2 separate regions of the Mus musculus genome follow, and region 2 is linked to region 1. Evidence: chromatin contacts called from public Hi-C data. All regions are on one chromosome and are shown on one strand. The core of a region is the stretch at or near the end of the contact, and the rest is flanking DNA. Distances in the headings are between cores, read along the strand shown.

What was found. Hi-C and Micro-C count contacts between places; a contact is called where the count stands out from the background.
Region 2: a Hi-C map of liver shows a contact between it and region 1, with 2.5 times the contacts expected there. The contact joins two enhancer-like sites. A contact is called at or near these places in 1 of 484 Hi-C or Micro-C datasets (liver), 11 of 115 datasets of contacts at active chromatin or transcription factors (embryonic stem cells, hepatocytes, liver and 1 more) and 2 of 9 other capture datasets (embryonic stem cells and liver).

What each region holds. Positions count from the first base shown.
Region 1 is chr1:71,634,563-71,637,396 of GRCm38.p6, reverse strand. It overlaps Fn1 (fibronectin 1), which reads left to right. Exons shown (of 46, transcript NM_010233.2): 12 at 2-145. Among named protein-coding and RNA genes, the nearest start is that of Fn1, 17 kb to the left of the region's middle. Within about 2 kb of position 1,561, at least 13 of the 459 cell types and tissues checked have an H3K27ac peak or open chromatin away from gene starts, as enhancers often do. A contact at or near this core is called in embryonic stem cells, hepatocytes and liver, where this site is marked.
Region 2 is chr1:72,172,099-72,174,895 of GRCm38.p6, reverse strand. All of the region lies in intron 2 of Mreg (melanoregulin), which reads left to right. Among named protein-coding and RNA genes, the nearest start is that of Mreg, 39 kb to the left of the region's middle. Within about 2 kb of position 1,430, at least 36 of the 459 cell types and tissues checked have an H3K27ac peak or open chromatin away from gene starts, as enhancers often do. A contact at or near this core is called in embryonic stem cells, hepatocytes and liver, where this site is marked.

The DNA.
Region 1 (2,834 bases), core at 312-2,811:
GACCAGTGCCAAGATTCAGAGACCCGGACATTTTACCAGATTGGTGACTCCTGGGAGAAGTTTGTGCATGGTGTCCGATACCAGTGTTACTGCTACGGCCGTGGCATCGGGGAGTGGCACTGTCAACCTCTGCAGACCTACCCAGGTAAGTAGCTCTGAGACAGAAGCAGACCCATGGATGCCAGTCTATGCTACTATTTGGAATCCCAGTGGGGGCCTTGCTCTGTCCCATCCCTTTTCATATTACTGTCTAATAGTTAATTGCATTTTTGTCTTAAATTGTTTTATTTCACCCTTCATCAGGGAAAAATCACCAAAGACTATGAAAAAGTGCATGCTACAATTTTGCATTTTACACAGTTGAGGACTCCATTAGGTGAAAACATTTCAGTTCATTTTATCTCAGTCCTGTGTGTGTGTGTGTGTGTATCTGTGCTTGTGCAAACACATGTGTGGATGTGTGTATGTATGTGCACATGCATGCGTGTGCATGTGTGTACATGTGTGAGTGAGTGTGTGTGCCTGTGTTTGTGAGTGTACATGTGTGTGCACATGCGCATACATGGGCATGCATGCTTGCATTCGTGCATGTGTATGTGTGTGTGTTCAAGTAGAGCCATAAAGTAACTCAGACTGGAAGTGAAAGAGTTTTACATTCTGTTTCTTAAAGAGAAGTCACATCGACAGAAGGCAAGAAGTACAGTATGAGGCATAAATTTGTTTCCTGCCATCTTAAGCCCTTCTTTGTGTCAGATTTCATTTGTTTAGTGAGATGTAATGTGGAACAAAATCTGGAGCCAAGAAACTTGGTCAACTCCACCCACACCGTTCGAATACCTTAAAATATTTATTGTGGTTTTGTTGTTGATATTTATTGCTAGGTTCTCATTGTTTTGTTTGGTTGTTGTTTGTTCTCCCATAGAGACATCATGCCTAGCCATAGGCATTAATTCATTTTGGGGAAAACATTTAAAATTCACACGTTGATTATGAGTGCCATTTCAGCAGACTCCTAGATTTCCGTTAATGATTTATTTATTTATCTGTATGTGTGTGGAGAGGGCACTGGGTCACAGCACATACGTGAAGGTCAGAGTGGACTTTGAAGTTCTTTCTTCACACACGATTCTTTATGTGGGGATCAGACTCAGGTCTACAGGCTTGTGGGAGGCGAGCACCTTACCCTGAGCCATCTTGCTGGCCCAAATTTAAGACATGAAATACCACCTGTATTCAGAAACAAAAAGATTTGGGGTGGGGGGAGATAATCCACAAGAATACAAAATATTATAATAATAAATTAACTCCATAAGTATTAAGATTAAATACTAAGATTAAACTAATCTTCCTAAGAGTGTCCCAAAGTGAACGATGAGAGCCCAAGGCAGTGTGAGTCCTCGCTCTGACTGTGCTGTGAGAGAGATACTAGTTAACTTCTCCTGTGGACAAAGGGAGACTTGCTAACCACCTTTAAAATTGCTTCCAGTCCTTCACTAACAGTCAGAGACCCAGAGCACCCGTCCACCACTCATGCAATCATGTTTTGTTTGTTTTTCAATGACAGGGTTTCACTGTGTAACTCTGGCTACTTTGTGGACCAGGCTGGCCTCAGACTCATAGAGATCCACCTGCCTCTTCCTCCCAAGTGCTGGGATTAGAGTTGCATGCCTCCCATATCCAGAATACGCTCATTGTTTTTATGTGCTGGGGACATCCTCCTCCGCTCAGCCCTTAGACATTGTCAGGGTAGGATAGGTGATTGCTTCCGCAACTATGTAGCTCAGAGCAGCCTGCATTTTTGCTGGACTTTGGTTTAAGAGTGAGTTACTTGCCGGGCGTGGTGGCGCATGCCTTTAATTCCAGCACTTAGGAGGCAGAGGCAGGCGGATTTCTGAGTTCAAGGCCAGCCTAGTCTACAAAGTGAGTTCCAGGACAGCCAGGGCTATAACAAAGGAACCCTGTCTCGAAAAACAAAACAAAACAAAACAAAACAAAACAAAACCAAGAGTGAGTTACTTAACATTTTTAAAAATTGAATCCAGTTGCTTTGTTTTGCTTTTTGAGTCTCATCTAGCCCTGGGTGGCCTCAAACTTACTATGTAGCCAATGATGACCTTGAACTTCTGACCATGCCTCCTGTCTCTTGTTTCCAAAAGGCTGGGGTCACAGGTGTGCACATTACACCTGGTCAACTTAATATAGTTTAAAAATCTGATTACAAATGAGCCATAAATTCAGAAAACACATATTTAGGAGGATTGGATTTTCCAATGATACAAGCCAAGAATAGAAGTTTATTTTTGTGTTCACAGTCAGTTTTTGCAGGGCAATTTTTGAAATTTATTTTCTTTTAAGACCTTTTCTTTTAAAAATAAGTCTATTCACATATATCTTGCTGCAAGCATTGAGGGTAGATCTGCTGATGGACAGGAAGAGTCACCTAGCGGGAGTTTTACCTGTTGACTTTGTTCCCTGTTTCTAAAAAGGGCAATGTCAAAAACCCATTGAACACAGAAGAGATTTCAGGGCAAGCGGATGAGTGTTTGACCCTAGATAGCAGGCTCAGTGTTTATCTCAATGGAGGCTTTGCTCAAGGGCTCATGCCTAGCCTTTGAGGCTCCGATGGCTGAAAGACCGTGTCTGAGCCTTGCCCTGTTTGTTCTTCCTACTAGGTTGGTAGAGATGTTCAAACTAACAAAAGGTAGCAGGAATTTGGTTTGTCAATAAGCAACCAGGAAAGCACAGCTCTCAGCAAATTAGGTAGAGAAAGAACCTTTCGGGTCAAAAAAAATCATGAATGTTTAACTTCTCCAGGGTCACTATTATCGGAAATC
Region 2 (2,797 bases), core at 181-2,680, 540 kb before region 1:
ACAGGGCCTCATGCTGGGGTGGTTTGGACTCCCTTTTGTGTCTGTGCTTTTTGTTTTGTTTCATATTTTTCTTTCTTCCCTTCTTCCCTTCCTTCCTTCCTCTCTTTTTTGGGGGTTGTTAAGTTTGGTTTTTTTGTTTTTCCTTGAGAGAGAGAGAGGAAGAGAGATGAAGTTGGGTGGGTAGGGAGATAAGGGAGGACCTGAGGGAGGGGAAAGAATATGATCAAAATATATTCTATGAAAAATTTAAATTCAAATTTAAAAATCCATAATCTTTAATTTCCAGCCATGTTAAAATGTACTCCAGTTTAGATTACTGTGATATCGCCTTTCCCCTTATACTTCTGGGATTTTTCAATCCTCTGGAATTGCCTTAAGGACTTCGTTTAGTTAATGAGAACCTGCCCAGTTGATAAGGAGGCAGGCAGGTGACTGACAGGACAGACAAAGGTCTACAGAACTAGAGGGGGCTGTGTCTCCAGGATTAACCGGCTTGCAGTTGGGTTGATAAGTAGACCGCACCTGTCTGTGCCAGCAGGTAATGATCAGCAGGTGTTATAGCAGAGAGCTCCCGGGTGAAACCTGGACTGTCACTGCGTAAGTGGCTGTTTTTCCTTGAGGCCTATATCGACACATCCTTCTTCATTCAGACTTAGTTAAGAGTAAACCCTAAATACCCAAGACCATATGCAAACAGCACACCATTTTATACAAGGGACATGAGCATCTTCAGATGCTGACATCTGACAACATGAAGTACACAATTTAAATATATCCTCCAGTATACTTCACATTACCCCGAATTGTGGCACCTCGTAAAATATAAGTAGCTGCCCACAGTCCGCCCACACATTTAAATTTGGCTGAGGTCTTTGAGGTGGTCTATATCATGACACATTCTAGGTGTATGAAGTGTGACGTGGCCATTTCTGCCTTGCTAGAAATACTAAGTCTCCCTGTGAGCAGGACCTTGTCTTATTATCTTTTGCCTTTGGTGACAGCAGTAGATTGTCATCTTTCCTTCAGCAGCTGGAGCCCCAGAACTCTGAGGTAGTTAGGCATACTTGTGACTCACAGAAAACACTGCTTCCTCTGGCAGCATCGGTGACATCACATTCTGGGTTGTAACCCCTGATGAGGCCCGAGACGCAGCCGCCCTCCCATCCCATTCCCCCACCCCCACCCCCAGACACAAGGAGCTAGCCCTGTACTGACTAGCAGTCCCTTCCCAGGGCTTTGACAGAATACTTGGGCAGTGGTAAGAGCTAAGAGCTACCTTTTGGCTTCATCTGATTAAAAGCAGATAAGGAATTAGGTCAGAGTCCTTGGACTCTAGTGCAGTCTGTTTGCAGAACTCTAAGGGAGAGAGATAACAGAGCAGAAATAAACAAGGGGGTGGGAAAAGCACTGCTCTGCATTTGCCTTTGACCTTTCGAGGTCAACACCCCGCTTCTGGACTGAGGCAGATGAACAGTGGAGCCGAGGTGGCACCCAGGGCAGATGTGCCATTCCAAGGTGCTCCAAGGCAGGAACCCCAGGGTGGTATTCGGGTCTGGTTGGCATGTATACAGTCTGCCCCCAAAGTTTTCCTTTATTCATCTTCGAAAGGTTGGCATCATTTTAGGTGGACCTCAGAGCCTGCTGGTACAGCAGCAACCTAGGGCTAATGGCGTCATGAATGCCTGTAAAATCTGATGTTGTGTGACTTTTCCTGGGGAGATGGTAAATAAATGTTTGTTTATTCACCCCAGATAAAGAGCGACCAGTGTAGGGATTCTGTCCAAGTCCAGGACCGATGAGTTTATTGGGGTTAATTACGGGAGATGGGCGACTCACCACTAGGAAACCACACCCGAGTCCATTGTCTTCTTCTGACCTGGTCACAGTTGGAATCTAAGGGAGCCTTCTGAGTGAGTCCCGTGAGGCTCCTGAGCCTGTCCCCGCCCTCCAGGAGGAATGTTCACAGGCTTGATGTCCTGTGGGATATTGTAGGTGCTCAGCTGCCAGGTAGTGGTGGTGATTTCCAACCTGGAGGAAACAGATCTATTATATTACACCGTTTCCCTTGGCAGGTAGATGGGTTTTTATTTATAAATTATTAATAACTATTTATAAATATATTGACTAGCTGATTGGAGTGTGTGTGTGTGTGTGTGTGTGTGTGTGTACACATGTACACACACATGCCATGGTGCATGGAGACCAGAGGACATTTCTCAGGAGTTCTACTTCTATGTACATTCTAGAGAATGGACTCAGACCATTAGGCTCAGTGGCAAATACCGGCTTGACCACGCGGCTTGACCATCTCTCTCAAGCAGATAGTTCTAGAAGATCAGTAGGGAGGACCCAAGTGTTACAGATCCAGGCCCATTTTTGCCCACCACATAGGATGTCAGACATTGAAACAAATGAGCGTTTTGTTTGTTTCTTAGATAGATTCTTACAATTAGTCTCAGTGCCTGGAACTCACTGTGTAGACCAGGCTGATCTTACACAAAAGCAATCACTCTGTCTCTTCCTTTTCCATGCCGGGATTATAGGTCTTCACCACCGTGCCTGGATTAAAAAGATGAGCTCCAACCCCCTCTCTTTTTCTATTTTGTTTGTCATGTAGTCCTGGTTGTCCTGTAATTCGCTCTGTAAAACCAGGCCGGCCTCACTCGAACTCAGAGATCTGCCCGCCTCTGCCTCTTAAGTGCTGGAATTAAAGACGTGCGCTTGTTGAAATGATGGATTTTTCAGAATAGGAAGAGTTTACTCATGAGGGAGCCAAGTGTGTGGGGTCAGGAGAGCA